Linked DNA regions of Zea mays: all the other regions are linked to region 1. The links are chromatin contacts, called in public Hi-C maps. All regions are on one chromosome and are shown on one strand. Each heading gives the region's core, a stretch centred on a gene start, on an enhancer-like site or on the middle of the called end of the contact. The rest is flanking DNA. Distances are from core to core; before and after follow the strand shown.

Evidence for each region. A called contact is a pair of places that touch in the nucleus more often than the background predicts.
Region 2: a contact with region 1 is called in a Hi-C map of ear, with 2.4 times the contacts expected there. The contact joins the promoter of LOC100275238 here to the promoter of LOC100303986 in region 1. A contact is called at or near these places in 2 of 25 Hi-C or Micro-C datasets (ear and leaf).
Region 3: a contact with region 1 is called in a Hi-C map of leaf, with 6 times the contacts expected there. The contact joins the promoter of LOC100279757 here to the promoter of LOC100303986 in region 1. A contact is called at or near these places in 10 of 25 Hi-C or Micro-C datasets (bundle sheath, ear, endosperm and 3 more) and 1 of 3 datasets of contacts at active chromatin or transcription factors (seedling).
Region 4: a contact with region 1 is called in a Hi-C map of tassel, with 4 times the contacts expected there. The contact joins the promoter of LOC100192100 here to the promoter of LOC100303986 in region 1. A contact is called at or near these places in 20 of 25 Hi-C or Micro-C datasets (bundle sheath, ear, endosperm and 6 more).

What each region holds. Positions count from the first base shown.
Region 1 is chr7:166,957,725-166,962,865 of Zm-B73-REFERENCE-NAM-5.0, reverse strand. It overlaps LOC100303986 (SC3 protein), which reads left to right and starts at 2,047. Exons shown (of 13, transcript NM_001165524.2): 1 at 2,047-2,331; 2 at 2,653-2,715; 3 at 2,826-2,930; 4 at 3,037-3,099; 5 at 3,386-3,419; 6 at 3,861-3,983; 7 at 4,957-5,019; 8 at 5,102-5,141. The coding sequence starts at 2,275.
Region 2 is chr7:167,179,356-167,184,496 of Zm-B73-REFERENCE-NAM-5.0, reverse strand. LOC100275238 reads left to right here and starts at 2,822. Exons shown (of 2, transcript NM_001149373.3): 1 at 2,822-3,309. The coding sequence starts at 2,965.
Region 3 is chr7:166,808,152-166,813,292 of Zm-B73-REFERENCE-NAM-5.0, reverse strand. LOC100279757 reads left to right here and starts at 2,216. Exons shown (of 11, transcript NM_001152715.1): 1 at 2,216-2,435; 2 at 3,101-3,159; 3 at 3,578-3,668; 4 at 4,232-4,286; 5 at 4,382-4,472; 6 at 4,587-4,782; 7 at 4,995-5,141. The coding sequence starts at 2,385.
Region 4 is chr7:167,093,894-167,099,034 of Zm-B73-REFERENCE-NAM-5.0, reverse strand. It overlaps LOC100192100, which reads left to right and starts at 2,105. Exons shown (of 16, transcript NM_001358682.1): 1 at 2,105-2,426; 2 at 2,811-2,916; 3 at 3,026-3,145; 4 at 3,238-3,273; 5 at 3,387-3,521; 6 at 3,671-3,754; 7 at 3,824-3,942; 8 at 4,092-4,193; 9 at 5,034-5,141. The coding sequence starts at 3,056. LOC100272351 reads left to right here. Exons shown (of 5, transcript NM_001146834.1): 4 at 1-358; 5 at 742-1,694. The coding sequence ends at 1,407.

The DNA of each region.
Region 1 (5,141 bases), core at 798-3,297:
TTATTTATTATTTAGATTAAAAATATTTAAATTGATATTTTAAACTATAACTCCACACCGGAGTTGGAACCTAGAACCATACCAAACATCTCCTTAGTTGGGTGAAACTAGACACCCAAAGGGCCGATTTGGTGACCAGATAATTGGAGGGAATCCACTAATAAGTCTCCTTCAATTCTTTGGTCACTAAACTAGCCTAAATAGGAAGCAGAGGAGAAATTTGATGATAAGAGAGAAACAATAAAAAATAATTGATTAGTCATTGGTTTGGTGGAATTTGGGGTCTGTTTGGTTCGTGGCAAAATATGTCACACTTTGTCTAAGATTAGTCGTCTGAATTGAATAACTAACCTTAGTCAGAATAGTTAGACAAAATGTGACAAATTAGACAGTGAACCAAACATGACCTTGGTGACATGCACGGCCATATATGGGCCCGCATGGTTCATGCCCTACCAGGCAATTGCCTCCCAGGCAGCTGATCCCAGCTCCAGGCGCTCGAAATCAAACGTCTGTATCGAATTTTTTGTTTTTAGCCCCTTTCGAGACAAAAATTTACGTTTGGACCCCCAGAAATTTTATTTACACGTTTGGACCCGATGCTCGGCGCTATAGGTTGTGGCGCCGAGGTAACACAGCTCGGCGCCACGGCCTATGGCGCCGAGCTGTGTGACGTGGCAGTACGCGTGGCACCTAGCTCGGCGCCACAGATCTTGGCGCCGAGCTAGGAAATACCCGCAAACTACCTTTCTCTCTGCGCGTTTCTTCTCTGTTGGATTCACTTACCGCAAAACCCGCCGCCGCCGTTCCCGAGTCGAAATCGCCGCCGCCCGCCGTTGGTCTACGAAGTGAAACTATGAGCAACTATGAAACTATGAGCAACTATGAAATTAACAACCCAATATAAAAAACGAATCAATTGGGCATCATACCTTGGTCTACGAAGTGAACCAACTCAAATCTTTGAATCCAACAAATTTTGACGAAGTTTGGAAATGAGATGAAATGCGCTGCTCTCGGCCAGCCGCGCAGGCGTTTTTATAGGAATTCGTAGCTCGGCGCCAAGATCTGTGGCGCCGAGCTACGAGGTCGCGCCTGCCACCACGTCAGTGCCAGGTCAGCCCTAGGCTTAAGTAGCCGTTGCTGCCACGTCACAGCTCGGCGCCATAGGCGCCACAGCCTATGGCGCCGAGCATCGGGTCCAAACGTGCAAATAAAATTTTTGGGGGTCCAAACGTAAATTTTTGTCACGAAAGGAGCTAAAAAACAAAAAATTCGGACGTCTGTAGGTGCTGGACGAGACAAGTCTGGCCACCGGTAAATCAAACAGCACGAGGTTATGAGACACGATGATCTTTGCATCCAGCCATCCATCGAATAAATGAACGCTTAGGATCATATACCTGAACCACCAGAGGGTCAGACTTAGTTATTGTTTGATTCACATATTTATAACATGAATGATATTGATAACGTTAAACTATATTTATTTAAATCTAATCATAATCAAATATCATACTATAAAATAATATCGTTCTATTCAAACTTGTTAGCGTTGATAATCGAATATTAATTATTATCTTTACCGTTTTCGTTAGAATCAAACGACACCTTATTCCTATCTGATCTCGTCATAGGAACAGACTCATTTTGTAATATGGAGCAAAGACGGACTCCATATTTGAATCGAAAAAGAGTAGAGTGAACATTAAGGGGTGTTTGGTTTGCCCCTGCTAAAATTTAGCCCTTATCACATCGAATGTTTGAACCTCCGTTTGAGGTATTAAATGTAGTCGGATTATAAAACTAATTTCTGAGCCGAAGATTAAAAAGTGAGACGAATCTAGTACAGTTGGTTGGGTCTATATTTCATACTCCTATTTGAAAGTCAAACGCTTGGGCTAAACTTTAGTCCACAGAACTAAACACCCCTAAGTGATTAGGGGAAGATGAAAAAAAAACTGTCCACGTCGAGGCGCCCGCCTGAGTTGACCACTCGCCGCACACCCTATAAACAATTTAATGGGCCCACGAGATACGGAGGGAACGAATGAAAAAAACTAAACAAAAGTTTGGCCCACGAGCGGTTACTGGGTGGACAGGTGGCTCCGCGTGTGCGCGTTCACCCGCCTCATCCTCTCCTTCGCAAGACGGCAAAGAGGAGTCGCCATCGCCCGCCCCATCTAGTCGGTGTCGGTGTGGTGTGGGGGCGGTGCTGCGCGTGTGCGCTCCTCTGTTCGGCAGGACTCCTTCAAGCAGAAGGGGCGGAGCAGCATGGCGGGGCGCTACGACGGCAACCCCTTCGAGGAGGAGGACGTGAACCCTTTCTCGGTACGCGCGCCCACTCCTTCCACCCCTATGGCCATGGCGATCCCGCCGTTGCCCGGGCGCAGATCTAGTTTCCTTATCTGTCATCGGCTTTCTCCCGAGAATCAGCGGGGCATTCGCTACTTGGCTCCTGTTTGGATCTGGAGGGGGCGCAGATCTGACCACGTCCCGGCGATAGAAAAAGCAAATGCATATCCTCCCTTGCAGTATCGCCGTGGCCGACGCTGCTAGTGGGATTTTTTTTCTGGACTGATGATGCAACGGTGCCTGAACCTCTTGCGCGTGTCTCTGGTTGAAGTTTTTATTGGTGGGTTTCCTTGATAGGAACAAGCGCGCGGCAAGGCTGGCGGGCAGTCCAACTTCGGCGGTGGTGCGTTTTACATGCCTGTGAGTTGTTCTGTTCTTTATGAGTTATGCGATCCCCGTGGCATGTTATAACTGCTAGGGGTTACATATTGCTTACCTGCTATTGTTGTGCGGTTTCTGCCGAAATGTAGAACACCAGAAACATGCCTCCTGCATCCAATTCGCGCCTTTCGCCGCTTCCTCCTGAACCAGCAGACTTCAGTGCTACAGTGGACATACCCCTGGACTCGTCAAAGGTGCGAGTAAATGTGCATTGCCTTCTCACGTGCAAAATGCAGCTGTAATGTACACACTTACTAGAAAATGCTGTTCAGCGCTACCAATAACATGTGCTTTATCCAGGACCTGAAGAGAAGGGAGAAGGAGCTGCAAGCAAGGGAAGCGGAATTGAACAAGAGGGAGAAGGTATTCTGCACATGACACATGCATCTGCATCTCCCTGTCAGTTTTAATTAAAAACAACACAATCATAGCTCACTTTTCTTCAAGGTCGAGATAATTGGTTTTGTTGTTGTTGAGATCATTGGTTTAGTTTTCATTCCAAGCACGAGGAACTGCTTACTAGGCTTATATGTGAAGTAGAATGCACTGCTTAAATCCCTACTAGACTCTACTTTGTTGCCGCAAATTGATGCCTCTGAAGAACTGTTGCCAGATTCTGACTCTCTGCCTTCTCTGTTATTTTGAATAGGAACTAAAACGGAGAGAGGAGGCTGCAGCGAGAGGTAAATACTCATTATTGTTTGTTTATCATTGACTCAGTACAAGCACTGTACCTTTCGTTCCCATTAAAGAAGAAATAAGCATGTGATACACATATTGTTTTTTGAGCATCTATACACCTAACCTTGGCATGCTAGAAGTATGTATATTACATCTGATGATCTGAAAGAATTACATGGTAGCTAATTCTATACGATGAATTTTGCAAAACCAGGGTCTAATTTGTCTTGAAGGGAAAGGGTACTGTGGTAAATGACCTTACATAAATTATGTAAAACAAGTACGAATAGTGAACAGCAGAAAGTTGGAAGGCTTTCATACATTCATTCTCTTTCCCACTCAACTGGGCCTTGTCATGAAGATTATTTGTTCCATGTTTTTAATATAAAGCTCATTTTGTTTCAGAGGTTGCTAAGCTTACATTTTATTATTTTGTTTGGCAGCTGGCATTGTCATTGAGGAGAAAAATTGGCCTCCTTTTCTGCCACTCATCCATCATGATATCACCAATGAGATACCGAGTCACCTTCAAAGAATGCAATATGTTGCATTTGCGTCGTTTCTTGGTATGCTGCCTCTGATTCTCAATGTCATGAAACCTTTCACTCTGATGAATAATCTTCAATATTCTCTTTTATTTAATGTTGCAATGGACATGTTTTCCATGTAAGCAACGAGACTCTTACCTTCATCGAGAGGATGACACTACGAGTTGGGCAATTTTCGTTTATTTCTCAATTCTCACACACTACTCAAATGCCATACCCATCTAAGAGTTGAGATACATATTTATAGCCCAAGGGGCTGCAACATATGCTTCCTAGAGATACGAATATGCTATTGTACAAACTGCACTAAACGCTACACAAAAGATGATGTCATCTAGTCAAAAGAACTGCAGCAATGCACGTCGTTGGAGAACTATAAAAGAACTTGTACTTGAGTATTACGAAGTTCGCTGGTTGTTTGTTGCATGAGAACTGGAGTTTGTGGTCATATGTATGTTGTATGTCATTTTGTTGAACACATGTTGTGCGGACCAATTATTATTACAAATGAAGATTTTCCATTGGTTTTATCGTCTCACCGGTGGCTTGTGAACCTATATGTAAGACATACAAGCAATTTGTTCCAACCTTTGAATCAATGACTCCGGCATTCCTGTAATTGTTTTGGTCAGATATATTTTAGAATGGAAAACTGATACTTTGATACATTTCTTATTTTTTAGTCAGAATACAAGTAATTAAATTGATATGTGCGCCGATGAAATTATCAGTGGTTATGTTCTTGTATGTCTGCATTCTCCAAACATGTTAAATTAATTTCTTAAACATAGGGAGGAGCTTTCAATAAGAAATTGAGGTACTCAAAAGTTGCATTTCATTAGAAGTTTTGCAGAGCTATATCGCATTGAGAATTCTACTTATTTTCTTATTTTATAGTGGCACAGATCGAAGGATTAGCAATTTAACTTATTAATTTGCATATGATCTATTGGAGCATACCATTTCAACAGTTTTATTTGATATTGAATAGGGTTGGTTTGCTGCCTCTTCTGGAATGTCATAGCAGTTACTACAGCTTGGATCAAGGGGGAAGGTATACTGAATCATTTTGGTGTTATTTGTTGTTCTATCAATTATATCGTGCTCACACTTTAAATTGTATCAACCGTTTTCAGGCGTTAAGATCTGGTTGTTGGCAATAATCTACTTCATATC
Region 2 (5,141 bases), core at 1,573-4,072, 220 kb before region 1:
CTCCTGCGCTAGCTCGGAAGTTTCCCATCACGCGTAGCATCTCCTTTCTGGTGTCGGCTTCGATGATGGCGAGGTTGTGTGTGTTATAAATGAATACGACACAAAGGGGATCAATCACAGAGAAGACACGGATTTAACGTGGAAAACCCCCTCTAAAGCGGAGGGGAAAAAACCACGGGCGTCAGCCAGCAACTTCTCACTATTTTCGGATGGTTACAGATCGCAGGAGATTTACAATTGAGATAATTATCTCCTGCGGCTTACAAAGATATTTATAGAGGTGAAACCCTAAAACGAGTAGGGAATTTGGATCACAGACTCAACAAACTCCACCTTGAGACAAATTCCTTGTAGCATCATAATAACAAACTCCACCTTAAACAAATGCATCATCATCTTGCCGGCGCCAGCAGCCACTAAGGGCTAATTTATAATACCAATTAAGTTTGAGCATAACTCAAACTTAGCAACAGAAACATGCTTTGTCAGCATATCAGCAAGATTATTATGAGTACTAATCTTGCATACCTTCACCAACCCTTTTTCAATGATACCACGAACGAAGTGACAACGAATATCAATATGTTTGGATTTCTCAGTAATCATCTGATCTTTGGTGAGATGAATAGCACTCAGACTATCACAATAGATGGTAATGCAAGACTTATCCACATAGCTCTGAATATATACCTTTCAACCATAAGGCTTCATGAGTAACTTCTGCAATTGCCATATACTCAGCTTCTGTGGTAGACAAAGCAACAGTAACCTGTAAACGAGCTTTCCAACTCACAACACAATCTCCAACAGTAAAGACATAACCTGAAAGAGATCTCCTCCTGTCTAAATCACCACCATAATCTGAATCAACATAGCCAACCAGACCATCTCCAGATTTACCAAAAAAACAAGCACTATAAGAACCACGTAGATATCTGAAAATTCACTGAACTGGTTTCTAATGCTCTTTACCAGGATTAGACATGTATCTAGCAACAACGCTCATAGCATGAGACAAATCAGGACGAGAACAAACCATATCATACATGAGTGACCCAACAGCACTAGAGTATGGAACTTTTGACATATATTCAAGCTCAGCATCAGTTTCAGCACACTGTTTAGCAGACAGTTTAAAATGAGGAGCCAACAGAGTACTCACAGGTTTACTTTTGACATATATCGCTGCGCTCCGGCCCAAGCCTTCCGGCGACGGGCCTCCGCTTCGCTCGCCAACTTGGCCACCTTCTTCAGAATTTGGATCACAAACTCAACAGTGTGGAGGAGCCAAGGCCAGACGCCGCCGCTCCACGTTGTCGTCTTGTTGCTCGTGATGTTGTCGTCGTGTTGCCCGTGGTGGCCGCTCCACGTCCTCGCCGTCGTCGTGTTGCCATGAGCGCTCGCGTGGTCGCCGGTGGTGTGCACCCATTTGCCGTGCCATCCTTCGGCTTTCCTCTTGGCTAGTCTCTGGAAAGACGCAGGCGGTGTACACACTTACCTCTCGACTGCAGCTGACAGTGGGTGGAAAGACACAGTTAAGGTACTCGACGTAAGTTCTTTGAAGAACGACCTTCGGTCAGACTTCCGCCTCGCCTGAGCACAACTTTGACCTCGATATCCACAACGGAGGACGACCGACATCATCAGACACTACAGAGCTGACACACTACTTAGAGAAGCTTTTCCCATACTTAGCATTGTGTCAACCACTATGATATGGGCAACCTCTCGCTAGGGGCTCGGGTACGTGACCGAGCCATCGGCCTCGGCTCTCAGCAGAAACCAAGCAGGCGTAAGTAAACAACAAATACCAGACTATTCCTCAAGCCATACCATCTATAGGGTTACGGTGACAACTCCTCACAGTGTGTGGCCGACTCCCGTCCTCCAGGCAGCTCCCCTTGGGGCTATAAATAGGATAGACCACAGCTTCTGAAGGACGGCAGACGAACACTCCACAAGTTTTCTTCTCCACATGGTATTGGTACTTGCCTCAATCAACCCCAGGGACTTGGGATCCTTCTCACTCACACTATGCTTGTATTCCCTACTACAAGCACTTAGGTGCGAGTAATACAAGTCTCATCCCCCGTTTGCTAGGAGTAGGGCATATACTTGCCCGAACCAGGATAAAAGACTTATGTCAACTCGCATCACCATCTAGGTCTGGGGCACGCGGTATTATATCACTAGTTGGTTAGGTCCTCGGTCCAAAGAGCATGAGTCTCGTTTGTACGCTTGGACATAAAGCCTCTCGCTTTGCTGCGCAGCGCCGCGACGGAAAAGGAATGCTTCGTGTTAATGAATAAGGTTGTCCACAACAAATTAAAATAGGGGATTTATAGTCCATATTCAAAGTGAAGTTAATGATAACATTAGCTAAAGGCATCCAAATAATCTAGCTAAAAGTTTAATTATTAGATATTTTTAGCAAATTAGATGATAGTTAGTTAGCTATTTATTAGCTAGCTAATTTCATTAATAATTTTTAGCCTACTAAATATTAAATCTAATGTATTCAAACATCCTAATACCTTATTTGGATACTCTCGTATTCATCTCAATGTACAAATGAGTATGAAAGTATCTAAAGTTCCAAACAACAAGGTCTAAGGTCATTTATAAGTTGTCGTATAAAGGGTCGTACAAAGTGATGTTTTGCAATGTATATTATTTATTTGGAGAGTGTATTTTAAAACATAGATAACATAAGCGACGTGCCTGATTCCCTTTCCTCCTCGCAGGTCGCGGTCCCCAGTCCCCTCCCTCCTCTCCCATGCTCCCGGCTGACTCACGCGACGCGCGCGACGACGCGGCAGAGAAAGCCAGGAACTCCAAAGGTCCGAGTTTGGGTTCGGAAGCCAACCCACACCACTCCACCACACCCTACTCGAGCGAAGCGAGCCAGCAATGGTGCATCGCAGCCGTGGGCCGTGACCGGCGTCGCCGGAGACTGGAACAACAATGGCTGTCGTGGCGCGCGCCGGTCTTGCGATGCCCCCAGCAGTTGTGCCGGCGGCGGCGGCCGCGGCCGCGGCGGAGGAGGAGATGCGGTGGCGGCAGCTAGACAGCGGCGTGAGCGCGGTGTCGTTCGGGTTCGTGGCCACCGCCATCCTCGTGTCCATGTTCCTCGCCATGGCCATCCTCGAGCACTTCCTTCGCCCCCCGGCCCACACGCTCGGGCACGCGCCGCCCCGGGGGATCCGCCGCCGACTCCGCTTCTTCCTCGGCCGCGGCGGTGAGCGTGGCGACGCCCCCGGCTCGGATCTCGAGGCGGCGAGGAAGCTCCAAGGCCACGCGCCCCTCGAGGTACGGCTACGGCATACTGTTCCCGCACGCTCTCCTCGCCTCCCGCCCATCCATGGCGCCACACTTTAATGATTCCGTCGCCTAACCTTTTTTTCCCCTCAGCTTTCTGTTCTCGCGTGGTTTGCTTTTCGCTACTCTGTGTGTCTGCCCATCTGATGGACCTGGTTGCGAATCTTGTCGTTCTGTATTCTCTGCTCCGCTTGAACATAATGCAGCGATGGAGCGAAGGCGTCTACTCCTAGCGAGGAAGATAAAACTGCAATGATGTCTTACCATTACCTCTAGCTGTTAAATAATTACCAGGTGTTTTGTCTGTGTACAGGGAAAGATCATGCATTGCATATAAAAAGTAGGCAAAGGAAACTACTTTTATCTGATACTAACATTTTACTATGCGTTTTGGTGTTGTCAGAACTCAGAACATAGATGCTGTTGTTCAAATATGCACTTGAGTTATACTAGGACTGATGTAACATTGTTCAGAGAGACCATATCGTATAATTATTTTAGTGGGCATGCCAATGTTGATTACTCCAATTTCACATATGCCCATCATGTACGTACTCTGCTTTTGCATCAATATTTTTTTAGAAATTTTGTTTTTATTATTTTCCTTTGGTAGCACCGCCCATTTATACTTGTCTCTGGAAAGTGGGGGAGAAGTACTTGTTCTGTGCTGTGTGAGGTTAGAGTAGATAATAATGGCACCAAGAATGTTCGATTTAGCATCTATCCTTGAATGCCATTCCCCTTCTATCTTCTCCAACTTTTATCCTACGGCTAAGTTCAGTAATGCATTTGTATACTTCAACACGAGAATCTTCATATTTCTCGTGAACCATAAATGATTGGGGCCTATAATCCATCAGAAAGGAGAACATGGGTTATGGAATTGAGAGGGAAATTTGGTGGACAACAGCAAACGGACAAGGGCCCATCCTTGTCTGCAGCCACACCAAAATGTTGTCCCTGTGTAGTTTAGGAATTGCAACCTTGGTTGTCCACATGAGTAAGGACCACAGCTACACAAGGTCCCAGTGCAGTCATCATTTTTGCTGCCACATTATTCGCTAATAATGCGGTAATGTGGAGCATCTTCTTATTAAGATGGCTCACCAGTTTTGTTTGCTTGTTTGTTTGACGAAAAGATGGATCAGCAGTCGAACTTAGTTACTGTTGGAGTAGCGGGGTTATACCATGGAGATATAAAAAAACATTTACTCACGTGAGAGGTGTATCAGACCACAAAGATAAATTATGTTCCTCAAACAGTATTGAAATTAGGACTATTTCAATCCAACTGCTGAAACATCGATTTCAGTTTACAGTAGAAGCTGGCTAGCGGATAGATCCATTGCCCTTATTTTCAGTTGCATGTCTATTGCTTTGCTATGAGAGTTCAGACAGTGTAATGTACAAATATGCGCTATGCAGTTCACATGGTAACTCGTATGAAACTTTTGCACTAACTGCTTGCTAACACTGTCTTGTGTTCTGGTATATTCCAGTGGTGGGAAATAACAGTAATTGTAGTTTGTAAGCAAACTAGCACACTCAATTGGCAAGCTGTACCCAAAAGTGGACAGTACTACCTGTGTTCAACTCATGTTCAGCATTAGTCCCTGCTTACCATTGCACAGGATCGACTGTTAGTGTTAACTGGGGGAGGTGTGCTAAACTATGTTGCAGGAGACTATAGGATCTGGCCTGAATATGTTTGCCTAATTAACTAGAGCGACTACAAGTAGGACACTGGTAGCCTCTTCTAGTTCTAGACCGGGTTTTCTCCTGACATGGCGAAATCACTAAGTGCACAAAACCCGTATCTATTT
Region 3 (5,141 bases), core at 967-3,466, 150 kb after region 1:
TAATCTAGACATTAAAATAAGATCACAGGAACTGGAATCATTAAATTTGGAGGTATAGATTTTAAGTTATGGATTTTCTAATGTTTTATGTGCTTAATACAAGGTTAAGTGCTAGATAGATTTTAAATCATCATTCATGTCAAAACAGTGGCACAAATGGATATACAATAATATTATGAAAATTTAGGAACTGGAATGGTCAAATTTGGAGTTCATATGAATTTTCTATGAATTATTGAAGTTCTAGCAATTATTTTTCTATTAAAACTCCATTTTCCAAATTATTTATTCAATTTCAAACTGCACTGGATTGGGCCTCAAATTCCAGAAAGCACAGGGGCCTATCTAAGAAAACTCCCCAGACTCAGATGCAACCCGAGCTGGACAGCGGGTTGAATACTGGAAACCAGGGGGTTTTTTATGTAAAAGTCGCGAGGCCGAAGGGGTATCGGTTCATATCAGCCGCACAATCTAGAATCAAGGGCTCTGATTAGATTTAGGCGAACCAGAAAACTCAGTCTGAGCAGCGCCGGCCGATCGGACATCCGTGGTCCAGATCATTCAAGGCGAATCGTTAGCCCCATCTAATCTGGACTGCACATCTAAAGATCCACGGTCGTCACATGCCCTGGTCGAAACGTTATGCACTTCTAATCCCAGCCGCCCAAAGCCAATCGGACGACCAGGGGGTTTCCTTCCCCGTCCGACGGCCAGGCACGGCGGCGCGCCCAGTGGCCACGGCGAGCCATCGCCGGAGGTGGCTGTTCTAGCATTATCAGAACCCAATATTTTGACCGAAAGGTACTACACGATGCTACAGAGATAGCGAAGCGGTCGTTGGTGTTCTTACCAAGGTTACGACGGTTGTGGACACTGGCCCCGACACGAGGCGGATCCACGGCAAAAGCCCCAACCGGTGAGCAATTCGCGTGGTTTCTGTTGATATCACCGCATGGAATGGCCATGAACGTATGCAGGAGGCCCCAATGACACGCTATGACCATCCAATATGCCTTAAGCAACGACAGGGCCCAGATGTCCGTGCGGCGGCGCGCGATGTTCGGCCAGCAATGGTGATGGCTAGATATGCGGTGACCGGCAGTGTTCATGTGCTGGGGAGGGAAAGGGGAAAGCCGAGTGTGGCCATGGGGAGGCGGCGGAGAAGTCTGAGCGCAGGAGGGAGCTCGCCAAGGAGGACTGGCCGAGCGGACCTGGCAGGGAGCCACCCGCCATGGAATGAACGGCGTTCTGCGCAGCCATGGGAGACGTTGCTGGGGAGGGAGCGACCTGGGTTTTATGATGTGAGTGTTGCCCGGATTTGACCCGATCTCCGTAATCGTGTGCCCAGAAATCGGTCGATTCAGTTAGGTCCGCCCCGATCGGGAGCTGGGAGGGGATTCTGTTCAGGCCGATATGTGCGGTGTTTCCGTTGGAGTTCACGTGAGGTGAGTGACGAGACTGACGATCCGGCCCCACGAGTCGGAGACACCAGGCATCCAGCGTGCGACCCAGTGTCTGATAGCGTGGGTCCCACCTGTCAATGTGACGCCAAGAGAGGAGGAGCTGGGCTGCTGGAGGAACAAATGGGGAATTGGGCCGGCGTGAGAGCACCACGTGCAGCAATTTCGGCCCAGGTGAGGTCTTTCTGTTTCTCTTTTTCTTCCAGTTCATTTCTCCAATTTCAAACTTCAAATTCAATTTAAATCTAGCTTTAAAATTCAAACTCTTACTCAAAAGCACCAACAAAATTCCAGTATGCAAATGCAAAAATATATATTTGCTTATTATTACTCTTCATTAAGTAGATGTTCCAAATCATATAAATTTATTGTTTGTTTTAGAAGAAAGAAATATGATGAGTGGTCGTTAATTCAAAAATGAATATTTGTTTCTTACTTACTTTGAGTGGAAGATATATATATATATATATATTATATTTATTTACTCTTATGTTTACTCAATTCCTTAGTATTACTTCCTATAAAAGACACAGAAGAAATAAATGAACTCATAACTTATTTTTAGGGTTTACATTAGGCCAGCAAACCCTCGCACCATGACCATCGTCATTGTCAAACCACAGAAATAAATTACTCTGCTCATAAACAATGGAAAATTGAGAGAGCGAGAGAGAGGAAGCTAGCGAGAAGGTCAAGCCGCGAAGAGAAGAGACGCACGTCACAGATCCCTCTCCACTGTCTCACCCTTTCTCTCTCCTCGACCCTCCCGACGCGGCAAAGCAAAAACAAAGGGAGGAGAGGAGGGAGAGAAGGGAGAAGACGAGGCCAAAAATCCCCTCCCCCTCCCCAAATCCTAGCCCAATAATCTCTCAATCAGGGGATTCTTAGGTCTGATCAGGTCGGAGGATTCGGCAGGGCGCAGCCATGAACGAAAAGGCGTCCGTCTCCAAGGAGCTCAACGCCAAGCACAAGAAGGTCCGCATGTTGATTCCTGCTCCTTGTCCTTCTCGGAGTTTTTCTTAGATCAGGACCGCGCGCTGCTGCTTCGATTGGTAGGAGCCTACGAGGAATGAGAATCGGTTGATTGCCATGTCCTGAGTTGGGGATCGGGATCTAAGGTTGTGCCGGGCCTTGATTTCCCGTGCGCCGTTGTGCTGACTTCTATGATTGCTTTGCGATTCCTCTAGTGAGTCGATGCAAGGTGGCAGATCCGAGCTCTGCTCCGTTCCGTTTTGCTAAGGAGCCATGTGGGAACCAACCACCCGACGCTTACTGTTCATGAAATTTAGGGCTTTGCGGAATTCATCTGACCCATACGAATTACGATTCGTCGGACTGAATCCCGAATTTTCTAACCAGTATCCTTGTCTTAGACTTCTACAACAACTACAAAGCTTTTACAGATTTTATTATTTTTCTCTAGTCGTGTATGATGATTGATAATGAAAAACAGTACGTGGCTCCTTTTTGTTTAGTTCACAAGTAAACTCACTAGCTGTCTCTATTATCAAGCTTAAAACTGGCCATTTTCTTGACACGCATAGCAGTATTTATGTTGTGTTAATCAGACTTCTATGCATGTTAGCCTTGTTTGAAGCTTCTATTCTTTTTTTAACTATGACTATATTTTCTTGTTCCAGATATTGGAAGGTCTTCTACGGCATCCTGAGAATAGAGAATGCGCAGACTGCAAGTCAAAGTGAGTGGAACTGTGCCATTTGGTTGTTTCAAACGTGGAAAATGGTGCATTAGGCATAGCTACATGTCAAATAGCTGTGTTACAAGTGCCACCAGCTACTGCTTGAGGACATGACGTTTTGATATTTGATACAGAGGGAGCACTATTTTAAGTCTCAAAACATCTACCATTTGTTTAGGCATATATGTTACATGTACAAATAGACCTTTAATTTCAGGAGAAGGGCTTAAAATGGATTTTTTTATGTCATCTGAGAGGAGTTAAATGGAGTTGGTGGTTTGTACTTTTAGTTTTATCCTAGGTCCCTAGTGAATGTAGTAAAGCCTCCTTGGCTGCTTTCCATTCCATGACTATGTGTAGATACTTCTCCTTACAACTTATGTTCATGCTGACACTCCTGTATGTGACCATATTGCAGGGGTCCTCGATGGGCAAGTGTGAATCTAGGTATCTTTATATGCATGACATGTTCTGGCATTCATAGAAGCCTGGGGGTGCACATATCTAAGGTCAGTGAATGACCATGCGCTTGAGCTCACTGTTTATTTTTCTAATTCAGCATCACCACCACTAGAGAATTTTTGTTATTTATAGATGCCTCAGTGAATTGATTTGAAGCTGCAACACTGATGCCTAAGGTCGTCTGCTTTTGTGGACAATTTGCTAGCTGTTGATCTGTTTTACAGCGTCAAATGTTTACACTTAAATTGTGTACTAAGTTCCCTACATTAATTTGCTGGCATCATGTCAATTATGCATCTCTACAACACTACCCGAGCTTGGAGTATCAGCTTAAATGCTTAACTATCCGTATCACGCAACAATCTTAGCATTTAACTTTGCTTATGATTTTTTTGTTGGTTACATTTCTTCTATATTTGTCTTATTGCATTAAAGTTTGTTTAATTTTGTGGATAGCAAAGTGTTTGTTAAAGCTAGAGAGAAGACAACAGTCCTTTCGATGCTTTAACAAACACATTTTACTTTCTTTTATGCTGTATTGGCTAATACCTGGTTACCAAATAAGCCACCACTTTTACCATTTAGTTTACTAAAGCATTTTCTTATGCAGGTAAGATCTGCCACCCTGGATACATGGCTGCCAGAGCAAGTTGCATTTATTCAATGTATGGATTACTAGCTGGTGTGAAACTTGAAGGACATTTTTTTTAGTTGTATAAAACTAAAATTACATTTCTTATGATGACTATCCATCTTGCAGCAATGGGAAACGAAAAAGCAAATAGCTATTGGGAAGCAGAGCTGCCTCCTAACTACGATAGGGTTGGAATAGAGAATTTCATCCGTGCAAAGTATGATCCTTTCCAGATCTTTCAGTACCTTGAATATATCATTCTTTATTCTTATCCTCCTGCTTTTCAAACCCTGATGTCTATATGTGACTTATATTATGTCTGAAAATGTAGATATGAGGACAAGAGATGGGTACCAAGGAATGGAACATCAAAATCTTCGTCCAGTGTTCGAGATGAGAAGAGCCAAGAGTCTCCGGCTAGTGCTAATAGGAGTGGACATGGTCATAGATCTTCATTTGAGCAAAACCGTGCTTCACCAGCTCTTCCGAGCAAAGTTGCACATGCAGCTTCAAGGATATCCTCTCAGGTAACCCCCTCACTACCAAAACTTTCCTAAGCAATAGTCAGTTCATCATTGTGAAACTAGCGGATGTGTCTTCATACATAGCTCTTTTGAAGTTTTAGCCCTTGTTCTTTAACTCAGGCTGAGTAATCCATATTGCAGAATTCTTAATTATGAATCACTTTAAGACATCAGTAATAACCACTTCTAATCTGGCATGATTGCGTTTGAAGTAGGCATCACCTCAGCCCCCGAAGGTAGAAACACCAGTTCCAAAGGTGGTTTTACCTCCTCAGTCACAGAAATCCCCCGCCAAAGTTGATGCAACACCGCCTAAAGTTGAGAAGCCATCGGTTACACCACCTCCTAAAGTTGATTATGCC
Region 4 (5,141 bases), core at 856-3,355, 140 kb before region 1:
AGTTGTTATGAAGAAGGGTGTGAAAATTCCAAAAGTAGAATCTGGTGTGATGAATAAGGATTTGAAAACTTCAAATGTAGGATCCGGTATAATGAAGAAGTGCTTGAAAACTCCCAATGCACAAGCTGATATGCTGAAGAAGGATGTGAGAACTCCTAAAGCAGAATCCGATGTTATAAAGAAGGGGTTAAAAATTCCCAAAGTAGAACCTGATGTTATGAAGAAGGGCTTGAGATCTTCAAAGGCAGAATGTGGTCAGCCTGTGATTGAGAGAGTTAAACTGAAGCTGGCAGAGATTTTAAATACTATATCAACTCAAGATGACTGCAAAATGTTGCAATGCCAACTTGATACCCAGGTAAGATGGGTGCACCAAATTTTCATCACTTTTCGATTTGCAGTGACTCAGTGATGGTCTAAAATATCTGCATATATATACTTCACTGATTAATACAGGACTTATGTTGACTATAATGACTCCTTAGGTCATTTAAGAGATGTGATACTTCAGTATGTGCTAATAATTTTAAAACTTCTATTAAAACTGCTCCACAGTTTTTTCCTGCTAGCTACTCAACTCAGATTTTGTGGGTTTTTAATTATGGTTGTTTTGTTACTAGCTGGCTATAGTTAATTACTTCTCAAATTAATTGTTCCATCAAATCATTCTCAAGGTCTGTGAAATAGCACGAACACCCATGGGCTGAATTTCATTTGACTCCTTACCTCTTCTATATACAGAGGAAAAGAGCTAGATATAAGAAGATGATTCGCCGGCATATGGACTTCCGAATGCTTCACTCTAAGATCAAGAGTGGCGCAATCTCTTGCACCAAGGAGCTTCTGAGAGATGTGCTCATTTTCATCAATAATGTAATAACCTTCTATCCGAAGGCTACATTGGAGCACATGGCTGCGGTTGAGCTTCGTGAGTCTGCATGCAAAACTGTGAAGCAGAGTGCAAGCTTGTTCTTGAAAAGCCATGGAGAGATCGGAACAGCTGGTGCCCCCGTAGTAAAGAATACTCGAGTCCTGCAGCCTCGATGCCCTGGCCCCGGTGATGCAAGGCCAAGCAAGGTTTCTTCAAGGGACGCTACTGCCAGGGAAGGAGATGGCAAGCGCCCTAGTGATCAGCTGGCTAATCAAAAGACTATACAGAGAAATGAGCCAGCCAAGAAGAGAGGTGTGGGTCGGCCTCCAAAGAGTGGGCATAGGATTGCTGGGGCACAGGAAGATAGCCCCATAAAAGGCAGGAAAAGGGGCGCTGGGGCACAGGAAGGTAGCCCCATCAACGGCAGGAAAAGGGGCGCTGGGGCACAGCTAGATAGCCCCGGCAAAGGCAGAAAGAGGAGTGCGGCAGCACAGGAGAATAACCCCAGCAAAGGCGGCAAGAAGAGCCGGCGGTGAAGCTACCATCAGCTCAATGCCGGTGAAACAGTGTACAGCTTAACCATATATCATAGGCTGGTCCCTTCCAACGTTGTTTGCCTGTCAAAAAAGTTTTTGCCCCAGTATTCAAACTGATGTAACAGGAAGGGTTAGCTGTTTCTGATGTTGTTTTGTAAGGAGTATGGACAGTTAGGAGGGAACCCTCATTTTCCTGTAGAGATTATCCGAGCTAGGCTATACATGTCTGACTGTGTAATGCTTAATAGTTTAATTTATATCATGTGAACTGATGCTTGAACACCGACAGTTACCTGTCAGACGACTGAACCAGAGATACGAGAAACAACAGGACTTGAACAGTTCGGCTCTATGTAGCGAGAAAGAGAAGCGGCAGTGTTGGGCCGATAGTGGGCCTTCTTGCCGTGCGTCAGTCTTTGGGCATGCATCCTCTATTGGGCCGTGCGTCACCGTCTAGCACACGCACCAGCGCAGCGGCGAGGGGAACATTGTGAAGGAACCAACAAACCGAGCGGAAAACCCGGTCGCGGGCGTGGCCGGAACGGCAGCTGCGCCGCCTCCGCGCTCGTCGCCCGAGCCGAGGAGGCCGTGTAGCGCTGTGGGGTGCGCGCTGCGAGCACTGACAGGGCAGCGCGGATGGAATCGAGCGAGGCGCCACCCGTCGCGTTTCCTCTGAGGCTCTGACCCGACCGTCGCTGTCGCGCTGTTCCTCTCGGGCTCTCGTTCCTCTTGCTCCCTCCCGCGGGCCGCGGCCGCCTTCGCCCGTCCCCGTCCCCGTCCCCGTCCCCGTCCCAATTTCCACCAACCTTTCCCAATCGCCCTCCAGGCTCTGGCACTGCGAGACGTTTCATTAGCCACTTAGCCGTTCCCACGACACAATCAGCACCACCGGTGTCCTCGCTGCCAAGGCGCCCGCCCGCTCGTGTGACGAGTGGCGTTCGTCCACCGCCCATTCCGCGCTCAGCTCTGAGGGCCTCCCGCCCGCCGCGGCATCATCTCCGGCTCCTCTCGTCGCCACGGTAATTCGTTTTGTTCTCCCTCACTCAATTCGATAGTCTGACTGTCCGTGTGCTAATGCTACACGTGGTATATCATGGATTGGTTCTGATCGTGCCTTGATACTTGGTGCTCTTGCCTGTAATTGGGATTTGGGAAGCGATCTCTTGGGAGTTGGGACGCCCTCGCTGTCGCGAGGTGGCTTATTTTTTAATCTTTCTTTTTTTTATAAATTTCTTCATTGTTATGTGTGGTATGCCTGAACTCAAGCAACACGCCAAACCTTTTATTTAGAACATTTTTGGACCACACAGAATGAAACGTGATGGAGCCAAATTTTCCGTTATAAAATCAATGACATTATTCAATATATATGATGTTTTTATGACCTGCCATCCTGCAAGCAGGGTGTCACGAAATGATCCTGACTTGCTTGAGTTGCTTCTTGACACCATAAGAAGCGATCCATCTGTTTCCAGTTGTACACAGAAAATTAGTGCCTGGAAAAATAAGGTGAGTTTGCTTGTGTTCTTTTGATGATTCCTTACTTATTAGTGACATCTAAAGGTCGGTTGAGTGTGAGGTCAGGATACTATATTGCTACCTACTTTTGATTGTACAGAATGGTAAGGGGGGCGATAGGTGTCCTAAGATGAAACTGCGGTTGCATCTGTTCGTCCTGTGCGTGATCATTATATTCCTGGTGTACAACATGGCTAACTTTCAACATAAGCAGACAACGGTAACAATCAATATCACCTGATTTATTGAAACTGGGTTCTGTGAACACAAATACCTAAAAGATTAATCTGATGTGATTATGTAACTTTACAGTTGGAAGCAAAATCTCATCCATTTGATACAGTGACGGTAGGTGAACATTTCCTTCCATCAAAAGTCAGAATATTTGTTTTCCACTATTAATTCAGAGGCAGGTTTTCCTCTTCCTAAACTATGATATGTGCCTCCAATGTAAACATCAGGTGTCTGACAGAGATGCTGTTAAGGTGCCTCAAAAGGCTGAGGCTAGGATTGGTTATTTACCCCATGGTATAGTGGAGTCTAACTCTGACATGGACTTGAAGCCATTGTGGCTGACTACAAGTGCACGGTCAAAGGTTCGTTAAGTACAATACACCTGATGAACTTTTGATTCCACTACAATATTTGGTTTCACTTTTCAAACTAAACAACCATTAGCTGTTCCTACCACCTAACCACAAAATCTTATTTAGTTATGTAATGCTCTAGTGTTTTGTCCCAGCAGAAGCCTAAACAAAATGATAATTTTTTGATTGCTATTGCTGCCGGTATAAATCAGAAAAAAACTGTGGATGCTATTATGAAGAAGGTACTTCATTTACACCTCTGTAAGCAGTAATTTGCACATAAAATTGTCATGTGACTCTTGATTATTCAGTTTCTTCCAGAAAATTTTACAGCTATATTGTTCCATTATGATGGGAATGTCAATGGGTGGAATGATCTACCATGGAGCAAAAGTGTGATACATATAGCTGCCTCTAATCAGACTAAATGGTATAATATCTCTTTCTTTGCACTAAAATTAGGCATGCCTTGTCTCTCTTTTGCAACAAAAAAGGGCATTGTTCCACTCTTCAATTCTGAATTCTGATCCGGTATCATTTTAGCTTCAAGATAAGATGACAAGACACCTGTTTTTATAGGTGGTTTGCAAAGAGGTTCCTCCATCCTGCTGTTGTGTCCATATACCAGTACATCTTTCTTTGGGATGAAGATCTGGAAGTAGATAACTTTAGCCCGAGAAGGTATTGTGTAATTTATTACAGGACACCAACCTTATGTTATCAAACTTACCATTCCCTAGCAATAACAAAAAAAGAGTAAAGGCATACACATCAGATCCCTGCTTATTCGACTTCTAAATCATGGTTCAGGCAGCTACTAGTAAAACAACTCGACCTACGAGGGTATGGCTAGGGGTGGTAATGGATCGCGATCCAAATATTTATTCACAATTCGTTTGAGCCCTAAATTAATTTTAGTTCGAAAATGAATAGAAATAGAGTCCGATCCAAATCCAATCCGACCCTTAAATTTTATAGTGTAAAATTTAGAGCCCATCGTCATCTCTAGGTATGGCCCCAAGGCACTGCATAAAAAAGAAGACCATCTCATGTAGGTCGAGAAAATCCCTAAACCCCTGTCTTAGCCATACACAGCGGTATCGTATCCCATGCGAGAACAACCATGATCGGGATTGCGCCTTAAACCTATGCTTTGGCGTGGGACAGACAAAGGGGTTAGCCCCAACCTAAAATTCGCTCCCATGGGGAGTCGAACCGAGTGCTACTGAAGGTCTGAAGCCACCTAACCTATTCAGCTAGAGCCCCTTTCACTTAGCACCTACTAGTATAAATTTGAAAGTTTTCTGGATGTTTCTGCTGCCAGTGCCAGGAATGTGCTAGGTGGCAAACAATTTCTTCAAAGTATCCAACTTATGTTCTTGTTCTGGATAGGAGAAACCTGTGACGAAATGCCATATTATGCTAACCCCCTCCACACATAGACGCCCGCATGCGCCAAATGAGTTAGTTTGATCTTTTCATTCTCTGCACCAATTTATCTAACGCATTGATTCCTTTCAGATACTTAAATATAGTTAGATCAGAAGGGTTGGAGATATCACAACCAGGTCTTGACTCTAAGCTTTCTGAAATTCATCACCGGATAACTGTTCGTAAAAAAGCAGGGAC